7 separate regions of the Mus musculus genome follow, and regions 2, 3, 4, 5, 6 and 7 are each linked to region 1. The links are chromatin contacts, called in public Hi-C and promoter capture Hi-C maps. All regions are on one chromosome and are shown on one strand. Each heading gives the region's core, a stretch centred on a gene start, on an enhancer-like site or on the middle of the called end of the contact. The rest is flanking DNA. Distances are from core to core; before and after follow the strand shown.

What was found. Promoter capture Hi-C pulls out the DNA fragments that hold promoters and counts their contacts. A called contact is a pair of places that touch in the nucleus more often than the background predicts.
Region 2: a Hi-C map of bone marrow-derived macrophages shows a contact between it and region 1, with 11 read pairs. The contact joins two enhancer-like sites. A contact is called at or near these places in 4 of 484 Hi-C or Micro-C datasets (the BV-2 cell line, the Ba/F3 cell line, bone marrow-derived macrophages and 1 more), 2 of 115 datasets of contacts at active chromatin or transcription factors (embryonic fibroblasts and fibro-adipogenic progenitors) and 1 of 9 other capture datasets (embryonic stem cells).
Region 3: a Hi-C map of pro-B cells shows a contact between it and region 1, with 3 times the contacts expected there. The contact joins two enhancer-like sites. A contact is called at or near these places in 1 of 15 datasets of contacts at CTCF or cohesin (large pre-B cells), 7 of 484 Hi-C or Micro-C datasets (B cells, bone marrow-derived macrophages, embryonic stem cells and 2 more) and 5 of 115 datasets of contacts at active chromatin or transcription factors (the 230-238 cell line, bone marrow-derived macrophages, fibro-adipogenic progenitors and 1 more).
Region 4: a Hi-C map of the C2C12 cell line shows a contact between it and region 1, with 5 times the contacts expected there. The contact joins two enhancer-like sites. A contact is called at or near these places in 1 of 39 promoter capture datasets (the 3T3-L1 cell line), 1 of 15 datasets of contacts at CTCF or cohesin (large pre-B cells), 12 of 484 Hi-C or Micro-C datasets (the 3T3-L1 cell line, the C10 cell line, the C2C12 cell line and 6 more), 3 of 115 datasets of contacts at active chromatin or transcription factors (bone marrow-derived macrophages, fibro-adipogenic progenitors and large pre-B cells) and 1 of 9 other capture datasets (embryonic stem cells).
Region 5: a promoter capture Hi-C map of pre-B cells shows a contact between it and region 1, with 3 times the contacts expected there. The contact joins the promoter of Lppos here to the enhancer-like site in region 1. A contact is called at or near these places in 17 of 39 promoter capture datasets (the 3T3-L1 cell line, 3T3-L1-derived adipocytes, the C10 cell line and 11 more), 1 of 15 datasets of contacts at CTCF or cohesin (large pre-B cells), 13 of 484 Hi-C or Micro-C datasets (the 3T3-L1 cell line, the C10 cell line, Sertoli cells and 8 more), 16 of 115 datasets of contacts at active chromatin or transcription factors (the NIH/3T3 cell line, astrocytes, bone marrow-derived macrophages and 11 more) and 2 of 9 other capture datasets (adipose tissue and embryonic stem cells).
Region 6: a contact with region 1 is called in a Hi-C map of cortical neurons, with 3 times the contacts expected there. The contact joins two enhancer-like sites. A contact is called at or near these places in 1 of 15 datasets of contacts at CTCF or cohesin (large pre-B cells), 9 of 484 Hi-C or Micro-C datasets (bone marrow-derived macrophages, cerebellum, cortical neurons and 5 more) and 1 of 115 datasets of contacts at active chromatin or transcription factors (large pre-B cells).
Region 7: a Hi-C map of myocytes shows a contact between it and region 1, with 7 times the contacts expected there. The contact joins two enhancer-like sites. A contact is called at or near these places in 2 of 39 promoter capture datasets (the 3T3-L1 cell line and 3T3-L1-derived adipocytes), 1 of 15 datasets of contacts at CTCF or cohesin (large pre-B cells), 25 of 484 Hi-C or Micro-C datasets (the C10 cell line, the C2C12 cell line, the HL-1 cell line and 12 more) and 4 of 115 datasets of contacts at active chromatin or transcription factors (bone marrow-derived macrophages, cardiomyocytes, fibro-adipogenic progenitors and 1 more).

Annotation. Positions count from the first base shown.
Region 1 is chr16:25,262,383-25,265,801 of GRCm38.p6, forward strand. No RefSeq gene overlaps it. Among named protein-coding and RNA genes, the nearest start is that of Tprg, 23 kb to the right of the region's middle. Within about 2 kb of position 1,564, at least 86 of the 459 cell types and tissues checked have an H3K27ac peak or open chromatin away from gene starts, as enhancers often do. A contact at or near this core is called in 3T3-L1-derived adipocytes, the C2C12 cell line, Sertoli cells and 11 more, where this site is marked.
Region 2 is chr16:24,433,393-24,436,445 of GRCm38.p6, forward strand. The region is part of intron 1 of Lpp (LIM domain containing preferred translocation partner in lipoma); the gene reads left to right. Among named protein-coding and RNA genes, the nearest start is that of Gm24440, 29 kb to the left of the region's middle. Within about 2 kb of position 1,734, at least 164 of the 459 cell types and tissues checked have an H3K27ac peak or open chromatin away from gene starts, as enhancers often do. A contact at or near this core is called in bone marrow-derived macrophages and muscle stem cells, where this site is marked.
Region 3 is chr16:24,346,168-24,349,389 of GRCm38.p6, forward strand. No RefSeq gene overlaps it. Among named protein-coding and RNA genes, the nearest start is that of Lpp, 46 kb to the right of the region's middle. Within about 2 kb of position 1,939, at least 74 of the 459 cell types and tissues checked have an H3K27ac peak or open chromatin away from gene starts, as enhancers often do. A contact at or near this core is called in bone marrow-derived macrophages and pro-B cells, where this site is marked.
Region 4 is chr16:24,513,458-24,516,840 of GRCm38.p6, forward strand. The region is part of intron 3 of Lpp (LIM domain containing preferred translocation partner in lipoma); the gene reads left to right. Among named protein-coding and RNA genes, the nearest start is that of Gm24440, 110 kb to the left of the region's middle. Within about 2 kb of position 1,909, at least 41 of the 459 cell types and tissues checked have an H3K27ac peak or open chromatin away from gene starts, as enhancers often do. A contact at or near this core is called in the C2C12 cell line, where this site is marked.
Region 5 is chr16:24,392,029-24,395,162 of GRCm38.p6, forward strand. Lppos (LIM domain containing preferred translocation partner in lipoma, opposite strand) reads right to left here and starts at 1,627. Exons shown (of 2, transcript NR_037954.1): 1 at 1,326-1,627; 2 at 528-1,079. It overlaps Lpp (LIM domain containing preferred translocation partner in lipoma), which reads left to right and starts at 1,322. Exons shown (of 13, transcript NM_178665.5): 1 at 1,322-1,576.
Region 6 is chr16:24,469,571-24,472,784 of GRCm38.p6, forward strand. The region is part of intron 3 of Lpp (LIM domain containing preferred translocation partner in lipoma); the gene reads left to right. Among named protein-coding and RNA genes, the nearest start is that of Gm24440, 65 kb to the left of the region's middle. Within about 2 kb of position 1,866, at least 13 of the 459 cell types and tissues checked have an H3K27ac peak or open chromatin away from gene starts, as enhancers often do. A contact at or near this core is called in cortical neurons, where this site is marked.
Region 7 is chr16:24,493,776-24,496,969 of GRCm38.p6, forward strand. The region is part of intron 3 of Lpp (LIM domain containing preferred translocation partner in lipoma); the gene reads left to right. Among named protein-coding and RNA genes, the nearest start is that of Gm24440, 89 kb to the left of the region's middle. Within about 2 kb of position 1,881, at least 100 of the 459 cell types and tissues checked have an H3K27ac peak or open chromatin away from gene starts, as enhancers often do. A contact at or near this core is called in the C2C12 cell line, bone marrow-derived macrophages, fibro-adipogenic progenitors and 3 more, where this site is marked.

The DNA.
Region 1 (3,419 bases), core at 314-2,813:
ACTTGCCTCCAGATCAGTCTGTTGGAGGCCCTTTCTCAACTGAGGTTTCCTCTTCTCAGATGACTCCAGCTATGTCAAACTGCCAAAAAAAATAACCAGGAGAATAGGCTTAGGGAACAACTGGTGGAGCTGGACTGTCAAGAATTATGGAGAGAGTAATAGACACTTCCCCCGTTTTCTGCATCCCGGTTACCATGCCAATAGGCAGTAGAGGGTAGAGAAGAGTGTAAGCTAGCTGTGATAGAGGAACGAGGAAGGGAAACTCTTGGCCCTTTTACTTTAGGGCTGAGAGGACTTTTGCGTGCCTCTAGAGCTGTTCGGTTGGCTTGGGCATCACTTCAGAGTCCCTTGGTTTCTGGGGCACTTCAGAGACCAGCAAACACAAAGAAGTCAGGGATTCTGGTTCTAGGCTGCTTCAAAGTTCAAGCTTAGGGCTGTCTCACTGTGCTCAACAACTAAGCTGGCAAGTCCTCAGGGAAGACACTAGCTTCACAGTATTACACATGCGCAGGGAATTGCTGGTGATTTTCACGAAAGCCTGGGATTGTTATCAATGGTAGGGTCCATCAGTGGAACGTTTATGACTTCTGTCTATCTATACCCAGAAGAATATTATTTGGTCATTAAGACTTGTTGACTTCTTAACTTTGCAGTATTGTGAATGAGTCTGGAGGGCATAGCTAAGGGAAACAAGACAGGCCCAGAAAGACAAATACCACAGGGATGACCTCACCCGTTTGAGAAATCAAAACAAGCTGATGTCATACGTGTAGACTGGGAAAGTGGTAATCAGACAGTGCAGAGAGGAGGCGAAGGAAGGGAGAGTCTGGCCTATGCCTAACTGGGTAAAAGGAAGACGGTCTGTCTGTCACTATAAGCACAACTGTATAACTATGGTGAGTATTGCTCTGTGTATTTCCAAACACCTTCCACAAGAGAAGAATTTAAGTGTTCTCACAATAAAAGATTATAAATGGCTGAGGTAATTTAGATATGATAAAATACCATACTGATTATTACACAAAATGTTCTTTTTTATTTTTAATTTTTATTTATTTATATTTTTCAAAATATTCTTATATCTAACGCCTATTGTGCCTAAAAATATGTATACCTATTACATGTCAAGCAAAAATACAATAACAACGTTTAGAAAAAAATGTCAGCACTGGATATTTGTCTGACATTTGTCAGTTGCTCGGGTCTGACAGATGGATGTGGGCAGGAAGCTCTGGGACCTCAACAGACGCTGACCATCAGTGGGTGTTGGTGACCATTCCTCCCAGTTCCTGAGAAGACGGTCACCTTGTCCTTGTGAAGATCAAACTGAAATATCTATGTTCCTGCATCATGGAATACAGTTGAGCCTAAGGGACAGAGTTGTCAGGAAAGGGAGAATACAATGGCCACCTGTTATTCTTATTCGGGGGTGTGGGAATCCGACTAGCCAGTCAAAGGTTTCTTTCTGTCTTCAGAGACACGTTTGTCTGCAAGGGCAGAGATGAAAGGCACTTGTTACAAACCCTTCTTCTCCCTCATGCTGGGAGAGAGACAAAATGTCCACCTACTGCCATCTGGTGGTCATAGTTTGCACTGCAGCTTGAGTTAGCCTCTTCACTTAGAAAAGGGTCCGCTATATAGAAAAGCAACAATGAATAAACATGGTTTCTGGCCTTGAGGAACAATCAGTCCAGTAGACTTAATTGGCATGCTAGCATTTAAAGTAAAATGTGCAAGGTGTTATCAAGACGTAGCATGGGGAAGAATACCTTTGAGTTGAGTCTTGAAGCATCCTTTGTCACTTTGTCACTTTGACAAAAAGGAGGAGGCTTGTTCTACATACAGAGCACACCCCTTTGCTAGGTTAGCACCCGACTTGTTGATAAGGGATATGGGAAAGAAGGGACAGGAACGAACTGAGACAAAGGTAGGATCAGACCCCAGGATCCTTGAAATGCCTAACCAAGGAGACAGGTCTGCTCTAGAGCATTAAGCCAGAATATAATGGGGTCAGAGTTTGCTGATAAAAGGCAGACCTCCATTGTCTGCACATAAGCTTTCCAAGTATTCATCAGTGGAAGTCATTATTTGAAATACATAGAAACATCATGGTTATGACTGAAGACAGAGTTTGTAGGTCAAAAGTCATTTCAACACCATGTCCCACATGATTGGTGCATGCCAACACTTTTTGACAGGCCAAATGGCTCAATAGAGCCACATTTAATAACCCCTGCTGCAGGAGAGGTTCTAACCTAATATGATCAACACCTTTGTGGTTTTAGAGCCCACTGTACTGTCCAGCCTACAGTAGGCTACTTATAAATCAGGTCTGAGATAGTAGTCCCCTGTTCTAGACCTGTTCTAAACATTTAGTTTCATGGTCATCCCAATTTTATTGGTCAGTTTCCAAACAGGACCTAGATCCCTCATCCCTAGCTTCTAGTTTTATTTTGTGAGAGAAAGGTTGGTATTAGCCATCTCTCTAGTCTCTACTAAGCATCTTTTGTCTGCCACCCCATGTATCAACCCACATTAGGTGTCTCCAACCTACTTGTCATCCCCAACCCACAGATTGCCTGATGCAGTTATGAGAAGCATCACCTCACATCTCACAGCGGCATTCGGTCTACGAACCACACTTTATACTCAAACTTCACTTTGTACTCAAGAACTTTCCGCTATATGGCTGCAGGACCCCGATTTGTGACAGAGTGCGGCTGGCTGCATGGCATTGCCTTCGGTGAGAAATTTCAGACCAATAATTGACCAAGCGTGAGTGGCCTCCTGATGGGCAAAGACGATTCCATTCCCCAATGCCATTTCTGGTGCCAACCGCAGATTCCCACCCACCAAGCAGTATTTCCTGTGATTCGCCCTCTTGTTCCTTGTCTTTACTCACGCTTTGCCCACTCTATCTGCACGGCAGGGTCAGTTTGCTCTCACTCTCCCACATAACTTCGCTGTTTCAAGGCTGTGTCCGGAACTGCCTCCTTCTCACCATCTGGCCACTATCTGCCATGCCTTCCCACCCGGCCCCCACCTTTCCTTGGAAGCCTTCACGCAAAGATGCTAACTCACTCAGTGACTTTTCCCACAGTGCTCAGTGTGTTCCCTGTGGCCGGATAACTACTTCCACAATGAATCTTCCTTAGGCTCATTGTTATTTCCCTGAGAGCTCCTAGACCCGACTTCTTTTATATGGCTGCTGCCAAGTTCAATAAACATTAAGCAAGTGAATATCACACTCTATAGCTAATGCTTTTGGGCTGTTCTAGCCTTCATTAAAGGAAATGGAAATGTACCACAGCCGCTTGCTTTTGATGACTAGAGGCAAGGCAGTGGAACAGGAGACTCTTACTCACTTCAGTCAGTGGCAGAACTCTTCATTTCATGCTCGCTTCCCCTCAGCAAACTCT
Region 2 (3,053 bases), core at 484-2,983, 830 kb before region 1:
TTCTCCTGGCCTTTGTATTATTCTCTCTCTCAGTCTGATGTCCTTAGCTTTTCTTCCAGATTTCCATGCTGGCTTCTGCCCTTCTCACATGCCAGAGGGGTAGGGGCTCCAGAACTTTGTCTTGGGTTGTCTTTGAATCTGTGTTCCTGCCGGGTGCGTGAGGTTTTCTGGTTTGGAACTCGTGAGCTGGAGGCCCACGTATGAATGACGTCACTGCCTCTTGGACATTGCACTTGGAAGTCTTTAAAGAGACTCAGTATGTCACTGTCACTGTGGGAAGCAAGTCACTGCTAGCGGAACACAAGGGGTGGGGGGAGGGGTGGGGGCATGGGATGCAGGATGCCCTGTCTTCAGCTTGTATTGTCAGCTATGGTGGCAGCCACTCCACAACCCTCCCTTCCTGTCGTCCTTTAGGGCCCCTCCCGAGCTCAGCCTTTCTCTTAGCATTCTCAGCTGGCCTTCTTTCCTGGTCCTGCCCTTTTTGATTGTGTTCTCTGTTCCTCACGAGTGGAATTATAGACTCAGGAACATGTTCTGGCCTACCTCTATTTTTCAAAGTCTCTAATTTCTTCACCCAGAGTAAAATTCCAAATGTTTTGCATCTATTAAAGGGGAGAGTCAGCAGGTGGTAGCCGTGTCTTCAGGCATGTACCTGGATTCTCTGTCACCTTCTATGGCTTGACACTTGCATTTTCTCCTCTGAAACATTGCCCCCGTCGCCTGCTCATTCCCTTTGGGACTACGGTCCCCTGTGACCTTTGACCTTACTTATCTCTGCTTCCTCCTTTTTGGGCCTCTGTTGAACTTCACTGCTTTTCCTGGAGGGGAAGGGACATTCTTCTCATTTCTGTATCTTTAGTCATTTGTGCCTGACTAAGTGCTCTAGAGTAAGGGGTGCGGGTGTGGTGGGGTGGAATTTACTCAGGTAGCAGTGTGAATGGGGAGGGTCCTAGAAGAGGTGGTCCTTGCTCGGCTGGGGTGACAGGGTGCAGAGGAGATTCTAGCGGTCTTCTAGTCTACTGTGCTGTGTGCTGTAGGGTACAGAGGTACTGCAGAGGCCTGTCTTTCTGTCAACACTGTCCTTTTTGTAGAAAGCTAAGGATAGTCACCTCAGGGGTCTATTTGGGCAAGTGCCCGCTCTTTGCCTGTGAGCTGGGTTATACAACTCAGGAAGCTTTCTCAGCACACAGCTGGCATTGCAAGCAGCCTTCTCAGTCCTTGCTGTGAGCTGCCTCGGAGGGAAGAAAGCCGAAATGGCTGCTTGCATTTGTCTTTAGTTCTCCTGTGGAGTTGCGCTTTTGGATAGCAGCGAGGTGAACTCAGCAGCCAGAGACAGGAAAGAGCCTAGTGAGTCATTGCAGTCCCTAATGAGGTGCATGAGGGACCCCTTCCTGAGAGTGAGGGTCAGGTGAGGTCGTGCTTTGCCTGGGGTGAGTTTTGCCTTGGGGCTCCGGTTGGCACTGGAACAGAGCTGAGCTAATTTTACCCACAGGAGCTGACTGTGCTGAAAAGCAGGGTTTCTGACATTGGCCTTATCATCTTGCTATGCCCAGAGGTACAGCCCTGGTGTGTCTGGACTGCTTTCCCCTGTTCAAGTGAGATACATTTCCCATTAAATGTGCTTGTGGGGGAGCATGGGAAGTGCATTGGCTTCGGTACAATGCTGGAGAGATGGGCTGGGATCCTGACTCTTTACCTTGTACACCAGGCACCAGGGTTTACAGTTGAATGAGTCTCGGATTGCTCATGCACCGACATACTTGGTGACATGACTAAGTGGTGGCTACTTCGTTTGTATTGGTTCTGTGAGGAAAGTGTCATTTCTGTCCCTGTTCTGCATATAAAGAGACATTCACAGAGAGCTCAGGCCACCAGCGAGACCTGACAGAGCTGGGAATTGAATCTGTGCCAGAGATTCCAGGGTGTACACTCCTAGCCACTGGAGCTTGCAGTCTTGATGCGCTAGGTAGGAGTTTTTGCTTATTTTTTAGCCAGGATTGAGTGTTTCTGACCTGCGTGTCATGTCTGAGGCCTTGAGCTCCATGCTGAGCAGGCAGGCAGTGGAGCTGTGTTGGGGATGAGGTCACACTAGCAAGGAGGAAGTGCTGGGTAGTCAATAGCTGCAGAGATGGCTGCAGTTTCTGGGTAGCTCTCAGTTCATCCTCACAAGCCCTTCAGCAGTTAGCCTTCCTAATCATGCTCAGCCAGCCCTCTTACAGATGAGAGCACAGAGGCCCGCAGAGGCCATAGTCCTCAGTGGACTCACTAGGCAGATGTAGAGTTGAGCAAGGCTCTTGGTCTGTGTCTGTTTATCTTCAATTCCCCCATTAACTCTGCTGTGTCCCCTAGTTGTAGTAACAGATAGAACCTGTACCTTGTTTCCAACCACGCAGTGGAGCCATTTCCATACAAGATCGTCTATGGACTTCATCAGTGTAGGAAGAAATGGTCTGAGCAGGGATGGGTGAAGCTGAAAGAATAGTCAGGGCTGCAAACTTAGGGCATATAACAATCACATATGCTCATGAGTTTTCTGGGTCAAGAATTTAGGCAGGACAAAGAAGGAGGAAGAAATCTGCCTACATGGCCAGAGCTTTTGTTTTACAAGGCCTGTGGTCTTGGCTGGAGGAATTAAAGGTTGGGCACTAGAGACACGCAATGCTGACAGTCACAGGTCAGGATGGCTGGATATGTTCTCCAGGATAGATTTTCTTCGCAGCATGCACTTAGTTTGATGGCCTTAAAAGGAAGGTTGAAGGAAGGAGGAAAGGGACAGGGATATGGGAGGGAGGGAGGGAAGAAGGGAGGGAGAGGCAAATAGAGGGAAGGAAGGAGGGAGGGTGAATCCTGACCAACATGCTGTTGTTAGCCAGTAGTTGTTAGTCAGAGGCTGTGTTTCTCTTCTCCATCGGTTGGAGCAGACTCAAACTCACCCATGTTTCAGGGGAGGGGACTTCAACTCTTGCTGCAGTGGCAAAACTCTGTAAGTGCTGGACATGTTGCTGGGGTCACCGGTCAAAGCACCGTTCATCTTTTGGCCAAGATAAGAGAAA
Region 3 (3,222 bases), core at 689-3,188, 920 kb before region 1:
AGCCCTGTGCTGTGGGTCTGCACTAAGAGTCGGGGAGTACGTACAACCTGTAGTGAGGCAGAGCTTCAATAAAATAAAAAAGATGGGTCTCACTGACCACTTTTATTTTATTTAAAACTACAACAAAATATTTTCATAAAAGTACTACCTAACACTGTGATGGTTTATGTATGCTTGGCCCGGGGAGTGGCACTATCAGAAGGTGGGGCCTTGTTGGAGTAGGTGTGTCACTGTGGGCATGGGCTTTAATACCCTAGTCCTAGCCGCCTGGAAAAGAGTCTCCTACTGACCTCCAGATGAAGATGTAGAACGCTCAGCTTCTCCTGCACCATGCCTGCCTGGGTGCTGCCATGCTCCTGCCTTGATGATAATGGACTGAACTTCTGAACCTGTAAGCCAGTCCCAGTTAAATGTTGTTCTTTATAAGAGTTGCCATGGCCATGGTGTCTGCTCACAGCAGTAAAACCCTAAGACAAACACCAATTCCAAGCATCCAAATTGACAGACTGGGAGCCACCGTACCTCTCTGGCCTTTCGCCCCTGCCCACCTGGAAGCATCTCCACCTTTAGCCTTACCTGCATGAACCTTTGTAACTTGAAATAGTTCACGGTTCTATACCATGAGACTCCCCTGTTAGGTTTACAAAGAGTTAAGCAGGGTTCCTGGCTGGCAGGGGTTGGGGGTTGGGAGGGTGCTTCTGAGGCTGGGGAAGGGGAGAGCAGGAAAACTGTTGGGACTGACAGTTCTAAGAGGATAACTTCACCATCTAACCACTTATGTCCAAAGAGGAAACTGAGGCCCGTTTGTTAAGATACAAACTTTGTAACTTTTTGACCCAGGAAGTTTTGAGAGTGATAATAAGGAAATGATTATAGAGTGCTTTGAGCTTTTCAGAGACAAGTAGTATTTAAAATACAAGGTATTATTACCTCCATAGAGTTTTTCTTTTGACTACCACTGTGCTTGAAAATGTGGGCAGAACACCGTTATTTTTCAAAACTCAGGTATTTCAAAAAAAAAAAAAATCCACGTGCACAATACCTACCCTCAGCCCTATAAACTAAGGCTCAGCTCTCTTGTCACTCGATAATTTAAACGTTCAAAGAGATCTGGTATTAGCTTTATCAGCTAACTTGGCCGCATTCCACGGGAGACATTTACCCTCTCCAACTCACACTTCGATCCTGCAATATGAAGGAAGGACTGCTTGATCAACCGTGAAAACAGTATTACATTTGAGGTCGTACATACAAGTACCAAACATCGCTCACTACAGGTATAAGGGAGGAACATGTCTTTCAAAGACCCTAAATAAATCAGGGCAGCCCAGGGCCAGCTGGTTCCTTGACAGAGGACCCATTGCTGAATCTTAGAACGCAGTCTCGTGAGAGGATTCCACGTGTACTCCATGACTGAGCTGCCTGTGTCTTGAAAGATTCCAAAACTGACAGTTCAAGTCCCGGTTTCATGTGTGTAGTCCGTTCCCCGAGGAGGCCCTGGAGTGTCCCCCTCTGCTTGCTTCATTGGCCTACAACAAGAGTCATACTAATGGGATGCAGAAAGGCGCGTGTATCCTTACAGGGGTGGCACTGAGGGTGCAGGCTCTGAAAAGAATCAGACGCTGGTTCACACCCCAGGGCTCTATGGCTGGAAACAGGTTGCTTGTCTGCTCTGAATCTTTGGTTCCTCATTAAAGATGGGAGGAGGCTATTAATAGCTTTTTTTTTTCTTTCCTGGGGTTGTTTTGAGAATTTAAAGCAAGCACTGAGACCAGGACACAGGAAAGACTCGATTCGCGTTAGCGCTTATTAAAAAGCAGTAACAGTCCATGTACCCCGGGGCTTACTGTTATTTCTTCGGAGTTCTGCTTTCAGTGCACAGTGGAACTAAAGATAACCATGCAGCTATTGTCTCTGACCCGCCTGGGTGCTCTTACTAGAACGAAAGGAAAAAGGAAATACACGGTGGCCCAGAATGGGGCTCCAGAGAAATCCAAAATGAGCTGCGGTCTAAAAGCGACTTCTTCTCTCCAAGCCTATTTTTAGCCAGCTGTGAACTTCTCTAATACGCAAAGAGTGATGCTGGGCTCCCTGAATAGCTCCGCTGACGAGCTCCTGCCTGCTTCTGCTACTATGGGAATTTATGGAGCTCTGGTCTCACACTTCATTAAAGAAATATACGGTGGTGCAGAGACAGGAGGCCAGACACCTATAACTCTTGTCTCAATCTCACAGTGATAAATCTTAGTAGTGCCTCATTTGTGGAGGAAAAAGGAGTAACCAAAGAGATGCTATCTACAGCCCCTTTGTGGCTGGCTTGACTTGGCTTGCTTTTTCTTCTTTTCTTTGCTCTAGATCTTTTTTGTTTTGTTTTCTTTTTTTTTTAAGAGTTGTTTATAATAGATAACTTTGTTAAGAGGTTATCAAAACAAGAGGTCTAAGTCAAAAGTACTCTCAAACCTGTAAGATACAAGTTTATAACAAAGACCTAGATCACTAATGCTAAGGAATTGTTTTTCACATACAACGTTGTTCATGATGGCCAAGAGGATCAATAGGTTCACTGTAACTGTGTTGGGTCAAAACTCTCTAGATTTATTTAATGGCAGTTGGGTTCTGGTGACTCCATTGCCAACCCTCACACACAGTCTGGTGCTGAGGGTGGGATGGAAGGAAAATATGGCACCTGTGCCACAAAACAAATACTTCTAAGAATCCCTGCATCTGTTTCCTGTTTTTACCATCTTAGCTAGAATTAGGTCCAGTGGCCACCCACGGTGGGAAGATGACTTGAACAAAAGACTTGGAAAGGTCAGACTTCCAAAGTGTACCTGTCATGGTCCTGATTAATAACTGCTAAAGAACCAAAAGAAAGCTGGGTATGGTGACCCAGGCATTCACTCCCAACACTTGAAGGAGTCCCAAGTTAGCTGAGCTATATATAGTGAGGCCCCGTCTGAAAAACAAAACCAAGCAAGCAAAATAAGGAAAAGAGAGAGGTTAAAGAATAGATAAACAGTGTTGGGGCTGTAGTCCAACAGTAGGGTACTTGCCGAGCACACCCAAGGCCCTGATTGAATTCCAAGCACCCCAAAACAAAGGACAACAGCAAAAGCTGGCTAAGGGACCATCAGCAAATGACATACCTAATGACAAGCAGACCTGCCCAGTGATTCAACCATCATTTCTTTTCTGATCCCTTCTCCATGTAACACAGGTCCC
Region 4 (3,383 bases), core at 659-3,158, 750 kb before region 1:
ACCTGCTGTATGAATTTAAAGAGGCGCACTCATGCTGATGCGAAACCTGGATGGGCACCTCGCAGAGTTTCATGCTGGCAGAAATGTTAAGCGGAAGAAGTTCTCCTTCAGCATATTAATGACTTTGGGTTTGCATGAAAATAAAAATGTTGGATATGAGAGATTATGTTTCTAGACATAAGAAAACAAAACAAAACCGCAAAGCAAACAACAACAGCAACAACAGAACAAACCAACCAAAGTGACTCTAGGATCCAGCTCTGATTACAGGCTGGTTTTATTAGAGAGCCCAACATGTCCTCAGCCGAGATGACAGAGGGATGGGAAATGCTCCTGAACTTCTTGCTGACTTGGACTCGCTTGGAAGTCCAAGCACTCTGCTTGCTTGAAAGTGGAAAGAATTATATTCTCTTAGGCAAATGCTTTGGAATCCCTCAGAGTCTGAGGCACCTAGGAAGTCTGGAGCAGAGAATGCACGTTATGGATCATGGTTTTCTTCCATCGTACTGTGTAGTTTCTCGTGCGGCAACTTCTGAGTGTACTGTTCTCTTCTTGAAGGGCTGCAGCAGAAGCAAACGGAATAGGCTTCCGTTTGTGTGGCTGACTTTCTCGATCCCTTGAATTTCTGAGTTCGATGGTCTTTGTTGAGGTCTACAGAGTCTAGTGATACTTTTTAGTGTGCTTTATGCATCAGATATATATCAGCGTGTATGTTTTAAGGTCATATACCTGCGTATTCTCTACCTTCACAGGAGTCTGTATATCCTACACCCCTTCTTCCACTTCACACAAGTTTAGAAATGAAGCTTTTGTGGCAAGGGTAGCGTAGAGGACAATGAAGGATTTTCCTCTCTTTGGCTTACATTCTTCTGTTTCTTCAGATTGGATGATACCGGTTACTTTTGGAAACCTTGAAAATATCCTTAAGTTAGATTACGGTGATGTTAGTACAAGTCTCTGACTTTATTTTGTATATGAATTACATCTCAGTATCATTATGAAGAAATTTAGTCTGCCCTTCAGTCAAAAGCTTTCCAAGTTCCTTTAGGGAATCAAAATAGGGTATATTGCCAAGTTTTTACCTCACCTTGATTTGTTTGGGGGCAAAGTTGTCTTGCATATTAACAATGATGAACAGAAATAAGAAAATGCTGATGAGATAATCAAATCCACCAAACCCCAAATCTATTTCTTCTTTACTTTGCACACAGTCTGTTTTTTGAGCCTTAAAAACTAATACTTCCTAAAATGTTGATTAATGAGCTATCCGATAAGAAATAACAGGGTACTGACAGCCCTGATTGTATAAATAGGCGTTTGGGATTGTGTTCATGGTTTGCTTGTCAGCACAAGAGAAGTGTGTGATTATGTTGAATGATGGTTAATTTTCTTATCCACCCATTTTAAAAATAAAGATATACAGCTGGAAGACAGGTGCCCTGGAGGTGAAAAGGAGCCCCGCAGCCGTGTTACTGAATCCAGAAGGGTTTAGAAGGAGCACATTCCGGTTTAAGTGTGTTAGCATTTGTATCCTGGGTGGATTCTGGTCATGCTTTGGAGTTGGAGAATGCTCCTTCCTGGTCCTTTACACAGAATGTTTGATTTACTCTTTCTTGCTTTGGGGTGAGTCTAGACAGCGGCTGCTCCTCTTCCTCATCGGTCCTTGCCTCATCCTTGTGGACGTGCTTGGAGGCAAGAGAGGACTTGCCTTTCCACCTTTGCAAGTGTGCCCTTTGTACACTAACAGTCCTCTTTGATTAAGTATCCAGTGAAACCAATTCACATGAACTCCAATTAAACTTTAATGAACAAGTGGGTGTATTAATATCAGCTGAGTAATGTAGGCAGCACAGATTCCAGTAAGTGACTCACTTCTCTGTGCAGCTCATTGCCCATGCACCGTTAGAGTTACTAGAAAGCTTCCAGCTATATTTGAGTGGATCTGGTCTGGGTCTTGAAATTCTAGCAACCCTCAGGGCTTGTTATTCATCTAGTGACAAAACCACAGTTATCCAGACCTCTGTTTTCAAAGCAAGTTTGGGGATGGGAGTCTTGTTCACATCGACCAGTTAGGCTTTCCGTGGAGCAGTGCCCGTTAGGACTTTCTTTTTGCCTTCTTCTTGTGACTGCTCCCACTCCTTCAGTGGCAATTCTTTTCCTCCTCCAAACCTAAAAGCACATGGTCTGAATTAGCGTCCTAGTGGCTCACTTCCATCTGCATCTGCTGCTCTGCTTCAGTAGATGAGTTCTCATGGCTACACCCCAGACAGTATGATGATCTTGGAATGGTGTACCTTTGTGGGTACAGCCCTGTGTGGGCTTGAGACTGAGGATTATATCTTCTTCGTGGGAAAGATGATGGTCAATGTGTCTTAGGGTTCCTGCTGCTGCCGTCAAAGATCATGACCACAAAGCAAGTTGGGAAAGGGAAGGATTTATTTGATTTACACTTCCTTCCTTCCTTCCTTCCTTCCTTCCTTCCTTCATCACTGAAGGAAGTCAGGACAGGAAATCAAACAGGGTAGGGACCTGGAGGCAGGAGCTAATGAAGAGGCCATAGATGGGTGCCACATACTAGATTGCTTACCCTGCTTGCCTAGCTCGTAGAACCCAGGACTGCCAGTCCAGGGATGGCACCATCCACATCGGGCTGGGTCCTCCGGATCAGTCACTGATTAAGAAGAGTCTTACAGCTGGACCTTATGGAGGCATCTTCTCCATTGAAATTTCCCTCTTTCAGATACTTCATTTGTGTGTCAGGTTGGCATGAAATTAGCCAGCACAAAATATAAGAGACCTGGCACATAAGATCTCAGTAAATGTTTGTTAACTTGGCTGAATGGAAGAGGGCTGGAAAGGATGATTTGGAAATGAATGGACTTAGTCATTGATAATTCAGGAGGTCTCAGTCCTGTCGACATTGGACTTACATTAGATTTAGAATGTCTGTGTGACCTCAGAGTGACAGAGGACAGAAACTTGGAAGAGGTGATTTGCAGGGAGCATTTAAAGAACAAATTCCAGAAACTGGCTGCACGTGAGAAGGTGAGGGGTTGGGATGGGGACAGGAAAGGATGTGGGAAGGCCATGCCAGGCTATCCAGGAGCAAGAGCAACAGTGGAAGCATGGAGGTATGAGGCAGTGATCATTCAGTGTGTGTTAGAGCAGGAGACATACTGAGAGTCCTGCATCTCACCAACAGTTGGCCACCAATCCTCATTCAAGTTCCATTTGCTGTTCTTTCTCTGTTCTTTTGTACTTACTGTAAACCAGTTAAAGCTGATGCAGATGCCAGGCAGAGAGGCACTGTAGAGAGGTCTTTAAGTCTTTCAGCTCAGTGGGCTTGCCAACATGGCAACCATTTGACGTTCTCCCAGGCATTC
Region 5 (3,134 bases), core at 377-2,876, 870 kb before region 1:
AGGTTCATCAAAATATAACCGGAGAAGAGGCACGTTGGAGCGTCCCCACCCCTGAAGTCCCTGGTGTACTTTTTCTGTCTGCATGACTGAGTTAGGCTGTAGAAGGTGAGGGCCCACGGTGGTGGAAGGTGGCTTGAGAGTGGGAAGGTCAGGGGCATGCTCAGACAGCTGTGTTGTGCAGGTCATGTTATGGTATTTTCCTTAGATCCTACCCAACCCAATCAAAGACCAGAATGGGTGGTTGTGTTATTAGCATGGGTTGAAGTTGTTTGGGAGACTGGGGTAAAGCAAAGGATACAGGATAGAAACACCCACACCCCCACCCACACACCCACACCCAAATCTGTGTTTTTGGTTAGTTTGTGACAGTGTCTATGTAAACCTCTCTTGTGCCGGGATGAAAAGCGTTCACTACTGAGGGCCAGAGGGCTTCCAGTGTCTCCTAGCCGGAATCTTAACCTAGTAAAAGGGGTTCTCATCGTTGCTCACTTTTACAAATATCAAACACAAAATATCCAAACCCAACCTTCCAAGAACAGGCTTGTCTTTATTCAAACCAGTTCACCCAGTTCGTGTATTTTCTTTTTTTAAGCTGTAAGAACAGAGCAAGCTTTCTGGTTGGTTTTCCGGCAGGGCAGGGTTGGGAAGCAAAAGTTAAACTCCAAAGGTTCTTGTCTTTGAACAAAGGACAGGAAGTTGCCCTGAAGCACTCGATTGCCATTGTTTCTCAAGGCTTGTCAACCACAACCTTCCAGGAACTGGGGTTAGTCACTTCAGTGGGTCAAGTCATCTGCCTAGCTCTAACTTGGGTCTAAGCTCACAGTTAGAGGCCGGGTCGTGCCTGGAGGCGGAAACCCAGCTAAGAGTAGAATACTGGCTCCTCTCCACGGGGCAGGACTGGGTCAGGTCCCAGCTTCGGAGCTCTCCTGTGCGAAGGGAACTGAAGTTGCTCTCTACCATCCCGGACTTCTGAGTCCTGCTGGAGTCCTGGGCGGGGCTCCGACGAGGCTCTTAGGGTGGGGGGTGGGGTGTTCCATGGCAGGATCTCTTTGCTCAAGCTCAGCTTTCCAATCTGTCGTCTGCAGAACAGACCCGAGTTGTGCCGGTTTCTCGACTTCCTCCTGCATCTCCTTCCTCTTCCTCCAGTGGAGGCAGATCCCTCTTTTCCTTCCTCTTCCCATGCTCCCTGTACCCCCTCCTCCCCCCGCGTCCCCTCCTCCAGGAAGTGCATTGCCCAGGGTCACCCACCTCGAGCCGCCGCTGCCCCCCGCGCCCCCTCCCCGTCCGGCTAGTGCGGCGGCCCGCGGGCACACGCCTCCCCATACCTTACATGGACAAATGCGTGCAGGCAAAGTCAGGAATTCAGGCCCCTGACGTCAGCCTCCAGCGCTCAGGGCACCGCACGGGAGACCGCGGGGAGGGGGTGGGGAGGAAGGAGGGGGAGAGCACCAACCAGCAGCCACTCCCGGCCTGCTGCTGAAGTTTCACTTTTTGTCTGTGGGTTCGCTCCCGGGGCCCGCTCGAGCTTTCCCGGGATAAGTAGCGTTAGCGGCGGGGGAGAGCCGGCCGCTGCAAGGTAAGGGCCGGCAGCGGGGCCGGGCACCGGGGAGGACGCGGGCCGGGCGGAGCGGGCCGCTGCGGGCCGCGGGCCGGGCCGGGACAATGGGAGGGGGAGTGCCCGGCACCTCCTCCTCCGCCCGAGCCTCCGCCTCCAGCCGTCGCGGCCGCCGCTGCCCGGTCCACCTCCTCCCCCAGGTATCGTAGCGAAGGCTTCCTCCCGCAGCCTCGGCCCGCGGGCGCCGCTCGACCCCCCGACCCCCCGGGGGACGGGCCGCTGAGGGTGGTGGGGAGCGCGGGGCGCCCTGCTCCGCCCCGCCCGCCGCGGAAGTGCGGGTCCCCGGCCGGGAAGCGGGGGTGCACGCCGTGGGGGAGGGGCGGATGCGGGAGTCCCCAGCGCGCCCCCGGCCCGGGCCTTTCTGGGTGCCCAGGGGGCGGGGCCGCGCCCGGTGGCTTCGAGCTTTCGTGGAATCCCAGTTGTCACCGCGGAAAGGGCCTAGGGACCCAGTGACTCGGAGTCTTCCCATTTTACAGTCAGGGCAGGCGAGGCAAAGAGAGGCAGGCTTTCCTGGAAGTCATCCCTGGAAGGTGGAGCCAGGTTAAGATCGGTGGCTCCGGACCTCTGCTCCCCTGCTGCCTTTTTAAAATTTTTTAAAAAATTTATTAATTAATTTATCTTTTTGTAAGCGGTTGTGGAGTCTCCACTGCTTTTAAGCACTGTAGGTTACAGAGGCCAAACTTTGCCCTCTGGGAGCGCTCACTGGAACGCAGGAGCCTAACCTGACTCAAAGTAGGAAGGGCCAAATCCTGGAGAGAACGCAAAGATCAGGTTTTTTTATGGGAGTTCGCGGAAGGACTTTTCTTATTTTGGCCTCCATGGCCGGACCCGAAATCCCAGAGGGGCCTGTGATTGACTCCTTTGAAGGATAGGGAGTTTTCTTAAGTAAAAAAGGCGAGGCCTTTCGTGTCAGGGAGGCAGCTGCAGACCAGAGAAGGCTAAATAAGGGTGGGGAGTGGGCGTGGGTGGAATTGTGTTCGTGGCTTGGGGTGGGAGTATGACAGGAGACCGTGTCAGTGGAGTTGTGGCTTGGGTACTTGGACAGGGCAGTGTAAACTGTTTCTGGCCTTCTTTCTCTTTAGGAAGGGGGTCCACTGCTTCCCCTCCCCCACAAGGAAGGCCTGGCAAGAGCTCTCCGCGGATCCTTTCTGGGACTCTCCTGTTTCTATACACTCCCTTTGCAAACTTGCCTCTGCAGTAAAACTTTTTCTCAAAGATGTTAGTGACTTAATGGTTCACTGTTTTCACTATTCCCGGCACAAGCGAGTTTTCAGACAAGCTTTAGGGGAAGAGGGAAAGTGTACAGGGCTACTGTAGAGTGTGTCAACCTCTCCCAGCGGGACCCTTTCTCAGTTTTACAAACAGGAAGTAGACCCCGGTCCACAGAAGTTGAATTGCTAGCCCCATATTCACTGCTGGATTGAGGTGGGGTGGGGGATGTTGGTGCAGAAACCCAGTAAGAATCTTGCTTTCCCAGGAGTCTCCTGGTGTCCTTGCCAATGCCAAGGGGCACTTAAAG
Region 6 (3,214 bases), core at 616-3,115, 790 kb before region 1:
GGTCTTTTATAATCAGTGAGGAGACAAACACTTAGGACCATGGCCCTTGTTAGCAGCTGTGTTAAAGACAGCGCCATGAAAGAGGCTCAGGGATGAAAGTCGTTTCCATTTAGTAGGCTTTTTATGTGATAAATATGGGATCCTTCATTTTTAAACATAAAATATTAGGATGTTAGATTATGAGGCTTGTCTGCAAATTCCAAAGTGATACTTCTTGTTTTGGAAGTAGTTTTATAGCAAGGTTGCTCACATGAGTGAAAGGACAGCTTTATCTGGAAAGTATAAGAAGGGGTTAACCTTTCATGTACTTTCTGCTAGAACCCCGAAGGTCCTGGGAATTTTGCTGCCTTAAGTAAGCAAATCCTAGGTCTGGAAAGGATTGTGTCCAGAGTGAGGTGGGCCTGCTATGACATATCTGTGCAGGCCACTGCTGCTGTAAACTCCCAAGTACATAATCTACAGAGCTCTAGCTGGCAGTACTGCCTGACAGCATCTAGATACTTCTCCTTGGTGTTGAGGACAGTCCAGACACTGGTGATGGTCTCCTGTGTATGTGAACTCTAGACAGGTTCTGTGTAAGAGCAAAGTTCCATGTCTGAGGGAATCAAGTGTCTTTCATGGCTTGCTCTGCCTCTGTGAAGCTCTCCTTTGTCAGGTGTGGAAGTCAGAACTGACATTTCATGTGTGTTAATTTGTTTATATTTTGAAAAGAATTTATTTTCTGCTTATTTTTAACTTATTTTTAATGTGAGATCATATTGTAACATAGTTGGTTATATGACCTTCTCTCTTTCCCTCTCTCCCTCTCTCCCTTTCTCCCTCCTTCTTCTCTCTCTACTTTATGGAAAGTGATCTTGGGCTTCAGGGTGCTGCTTAGTGTAGAGTTTTTCTAGTATGCATGAGGTCCTGAGCTGGGTTCCAGCAATGAAAGGGAAACGCTCATTGCTCTCCCCCCCCCCCCCAGTCTTATCATCTACAGGGACAGACTATGTGGAAGGATCTTTAGAGAATTATTGACTGTCTTGGAACTGCTAAGCAATTTGGATGTTAGAATCTCAGATTTGGGTTGCTTTTCTAGGAACCATTAATTTTCTGTACAGTTACAAGGATTCACAGCAGGGGATAAGATGTTCTGAAAATAAGAAAAAGAGGTCAGCTGAACTGCTGACTTCAGGCACATGGAAAGAAAGATCTTTATTCCAGTGACCTCTCTGCTCCTTGGAAAACTGTGGACTGCTAGATTTCCTGACATAACACTGAGTCCTCTGGAGTTACAAGGACTGATGACGTTAAATTACAGGGTGGAGGACTGTCCTTATTAGACTAATGTGTGCTTTAGAGACATACTGTCCTTTGGCATTTAGACAGATAGCTTTTTTTCCCTCCCAAGTAGGATGTTTTAGGAACAGCTCCTTCAGATTCCCCAATATAGCGATCATGCAAAGATGGCAGAGAGTATTTGGGACATCTCCCTCAACGTTTGCCTTAACGTGGGTTAAGTTTTAACATGGCCAATGGCTAAGCCATTACATCTGCTCAATCTCAATCTCTCTTCTTCTCACCTCTTCTCTATTTTGTTCCTTTTATATTTAGGATGCTAACCAGACACTTACACACTGAGCAGGAGGGCAGAAGAGCTGAGCTCTGACCCTGACTGACTTTGCCACACCTGCTGTTTCCAAACTCTTCAGAGGCATGATCACTCATTGAGCAAGTATTTAAATGAGCACTCAGACAGCAGCTTCTGGAGACACAAGAGTGTGTAAGACGTGCTTTCCACATTGTCTGCCTGCCGCCTGGAGCAGAGAGCCAAGCCCACAAGCAGGACACAGAATCACTTTTCCTGTGCAGTCTCTGTTTATGCACACAAGGGCCAGAATTGGACTAGATGATCAGCAAGGGCCCTTCTGTTGCTAGCATGCAAGCTCTCACTCAGATTCATGAACCATCCAACGAGTATTTACCAAGCTAAAAATTGGCCAGCATCTCCCCTTTCTCCCATTTATAGACTATAATGTTGAAGATGAATGAGGCTATGTCTACAAAATGCTTTAATAAGCAAGTTGGGAAGAGATATTATATAAGTTTGAGGCACTATTATTAATGGGAAAACGACAACAAGGGCTGATGTTTTCAGAGAGAACAGATGGCTCCTTTGTTTAGAATTTGAGTATAAAGAAGAGAAGGGGGAGAAAGATACTTGCCATATTGTGTAGGCCTTGGATTTGAGTGACTTTAAGATGACAAAACAATCTGGTTAGGAAAGTCCCATAGATTCAAAATAGCTCCTCACTGATCAAACTGTAATTAAAATAACAAAAAAATGACAGTAGGAGACTTCCTAATTAGAAGTGCACGTTGACAGTTGACACAGCCTCACCAAGGCTCCCTTTGAGTAGCTCTCCAGAAAGGCACTTCATGCTTCACACAGCACATAGCAAGTCCATGAGAGCAAACTGCAAATGCCTGCTTTCTAAGCCCCCATCTCATCCCCATTTGTGTGTGTTTCTCATGACTTGAGTTGGATCCCTGGGTCCTGGGTGATGGAAGGAGAGAGCTGATGTCTGAAGTCATCTTTTAACCTCTACACCTGAGCACCCCCTTCCCACCAACATGAGTAGATGTTACAAAGCGTAGTTCTTCCTTCCACTCTCTCATTTCGCTTTTTGATAACAATTGCTTTTCATCTGCCTATACCCTTCTTTTGCAGAGGTCACATACTTCTTGGTCCATGACGTTAATCTTCACTGTCTGTCAACCTGACTGCTCTTAGAGTCTTGAGGAGACAATCTCCTAGGGCATATCTGAGAGGGTCGGGCATTTCCAGAGCTGTTTAACTGAGGAGGGAAGATGCACTGTGAATGGAGATGACACTGCCTCATGGACTGGGGTCCAGAATGGCTGAAAAGCAAGTGAGCTGGGTGCTATCCTGCTGAGGACGCCGTTCTGCCTGGGGCTGCAGTGGGACCAGCACCTTACCCTCCACGATGGGCCACACCCTCTAACTAAGCAGAAGAAATCCTTCCTTCCTTAAGTTGTTTTTTGCCAAGCCTTTTGTTACAACATCTCTTTAAAACAATACTGATTAGGAAAATGGGAAGGTTTTTTTGTATGTTTTCCTGTATTAATTGGAGGATAGCTAAGTTGCTCAGGCTGCCCTTGAACTTGTAAGCCTTTTGCCTTAGTCCCCCGAGTAGCTTTGAGTGGCTTAGCC
Region 7 (3,194 bases), core at 631-3,130, 770 kb before region 1:
TTCAAATACCTTTTTTACTTCTGAAATGCAGTTTCCAAAAATTGAAAGTCGATACCAGTGGAAGAAGTGCCTGTGCCATGCAGGAAGACAAAGGCTCAGCACAGGCTCTGGTTGTCTACGCAGTTGTGCCTTGCTTTCTTTGGAATGAACTTTTTCCCCCCTAGCACTTAAGTTTACAACAGCTCTCACTTCCAAACACACAAGCGTGGCTGTGCTCTTGGACACACATCCATAGACAGATACATACAATTGTGAAGGTTTTATTGCTCCCGTTGGCAGCTTGAACCTGGGAGAGTGGGACCTAAAAGGGAAGCTGATTAAAGTCTCATGTAATAGCCAACTTTATTTAGAGCACTGGACAGTTTATACGCTGAGGGTTAAGAAGAGTCGCCAGAGTTAAATGCACAATGAAAAGGACACGACAAGAAATGTTTTCCCATAGAGGCACGTGACTAAAACAGCTGCAGTAAACTCATTCCCATGCCTTCACGTGGGGGGAACACAAAATCGCATTCTTTGTTTTAAAGAAACTTACTTCACAAGACTTTTGTCTTGTTTTTGTTTGTTTGTTTGTTTGTTTTTTGGGTTTTGTTGTTGTTGTTGTTTTTGTTTGTTTGTTTGTTTGAGTTTTCTCACAAGGCCTCAGGAATCTCTCCTCACACAGCTTCATCCATGGCCCGTGTTTCCACGGTGGAGAACAGAAGCCTCTGAGATTTGCTAACCTTGCCGCCCTCTCTTCCAATCTGGTTCTCGTCCCTTTAAGTGAGCATAAGAAAACAAATCAAAACCAAACCAAAGCACCGTTTCTCCCCTTTCTAAGTTCAGGGTGTGAATCACTTCTCCCTGCCCTCTGCATTTCTGTGAATGTTTCCTAGATGGACTCAGTGGGCTTCCAGTAAAGACAAACAGCTCAGAGAGCAGATTGCACTCACACTCACAGCCTGAGTCCTGTGACCCAGACATTGGAACTCAGTGCCTAATATGGTAATAAGAGGAGCAGGAGAGGGAGCCGACGAGGATGCCAGACATGCAATGCATTGCTAAGAAATGTACGTGCACTACTGAAGAAACAGGGCGCTTGCTCCTTGATTTCCACGTTATGTAGGACATGAACTGTGAAGTTCTGAGAAAGAAGCCAGTGTTCCAGGCATCTGCCACAGGGAAAAGTTTATTTTCCCTTTGCTCTTCAGACATGAGTCGGCTTAATTCAGTTAGTGTTCAAATCAATGCTAGCATGGGATGGGAACTAAGAAATCATTCTTACAGCCAGCAGACATAGGTTTTCTGCCCAGTTCGACTGCCATTCAACTGTGAAACGCACTTTCTTCCTGGCGTGCCTTTTTCAGCCGTGAAGTGGCTGGATGCTGTGATCTCCAAGACATCTAACGTATCTGTTTGCTTTCCTTCTAATTTTGTCTGAGATAATTTCATTTCCTGTGGAATTCCCCAAACAAAGCATTTTCTAATTCTTCCAGATACTTTCTGTGACTTGAACTAAAAAGACAGAATAAATACTGGCTTTGCATTTCCATTGTGACTTCCTTAAGTATGTTTGGCAGACTGTTCCCTGTGCTTGGCAGAGCTTTTCTCGATCCTAGGCACATTATGCCTTTCTTCCACCTTGGTCCACCTCCTTTCCCCATTCTCTTATCTCTGGACAATCAGTGTGTGTAGGGAGGCATCTAGTACATGGCGCAGGTTTACACCACAGTTTTACACTAATTCAATGCAGCCTTTCCATGGCCTTGCCCAGTCATTGCTGCTCTTATCCATTCAGCCTGCTTTATGGGAGAAGTGGGGCCAGCAGGAGGGAGGTCCCACTGCTTCCCTGCACTCTACAAGATGGAACTGGGCATGAGAGAGTTTTCCAGGCAGGGACTGGATGAGTCACTGGGCTGTCACAGATGTTAAATAAGACTGAGAGAAGAATGGAGTGTGGTCATCTGCGTGTGAGGCAATGAAAGGCTTTGAATGCTTTCTGTCTTTATGGGTTCTGCAATCTGTTATCCCTAAGTGCTGTAGTCTTGTTACGGGCATCTGTGACTTACCCTTTTGGTAGATGGTTGTAGTCAACGCTGACCTCTCCCCATTCGCAAGGTGTATTTCTAACATAAGATAAAGGAACTTTCTCTGACAGAAGATAAAGGAAATTCTTGACAGATTTCCAGCCTTGTGGTTATTATATCGCAATGGCAGCTTGTCTATCCCAAGTAACTGTAGAAAGTTACTGCTCTGAGAAAGCCATAGGGCATTAGGAGTCCCCCTTTCCCTTGTTAAGGACCCTGCAGGAACTACATTTCCCTGTTACAGTTTAGGCTGGCTATAGAGCAGCCCCCTGGTCCTGGGAGAAAGGGGAGGGCAGAGATGAAGCTGTATAACAGAGGGGTTGCTTTGGAGAGATCGGGAGACAAGAGGTCTGTGTTCTGGGGAAGCCATGTCAGAGCTCACTCTTGAGTCATGCTTCATTCTCCAGATCCTCATTTCTCTGTCTGGCAAATACGATTGGTCCTTGAAAGTCTCTTCTAGCCCCAAAGCCTACAGATCAGTTTCTTTGTGTTTCATGTTGTTCCTTCTTGTTCAGCAGTACCAAGTGGATCGATTTGCATCAAATTGCCATTGTGTTCTTTAACACCAAACAGAGCCCAGACAAAGCCACACTTTTGCCTTAGGTGTTCACTGTAATATCGAGATCAGATTCTTCCGTGTAGCGTCTGACTCCCCTTTATCACCTAGTTCCAACCCATGGTGCTCGTCGAGGGCAACCGTTTGCTTGTCTGGGTGGCACCATCTTAAAGATGACCTGAGTGTGAGCACTTTGTGCTGTACAGTATAAAAGAATGAAGGCACTGAACACTGTGCATGTTGACTTCTTCTCAGGGCCAGAACCGAAGGGTAAAGAGCAAGCACGATTTCTGGGATTCTCTAGCAGTCTCTACAAATAGCTCAGAGGTAGACGTAGGGACACCGAGACCAGTGCATCTTCTGCTTCAGTAAAAGCATAAATTTTAATGGTTACAAATGCGTGGTGCTATTATGAGGAAACCACAGGAAAGACCAGTCATATAAACAGTAATAATTTATTGACCATGACTAATCCTTTGGGGAGTATGATAGATGACGTAGGCTTATAAGCGCTTTACAGTGGACTAACCCCTTCCACATTCAGTAATTCACCAGCTCTCTATACCTTGTCC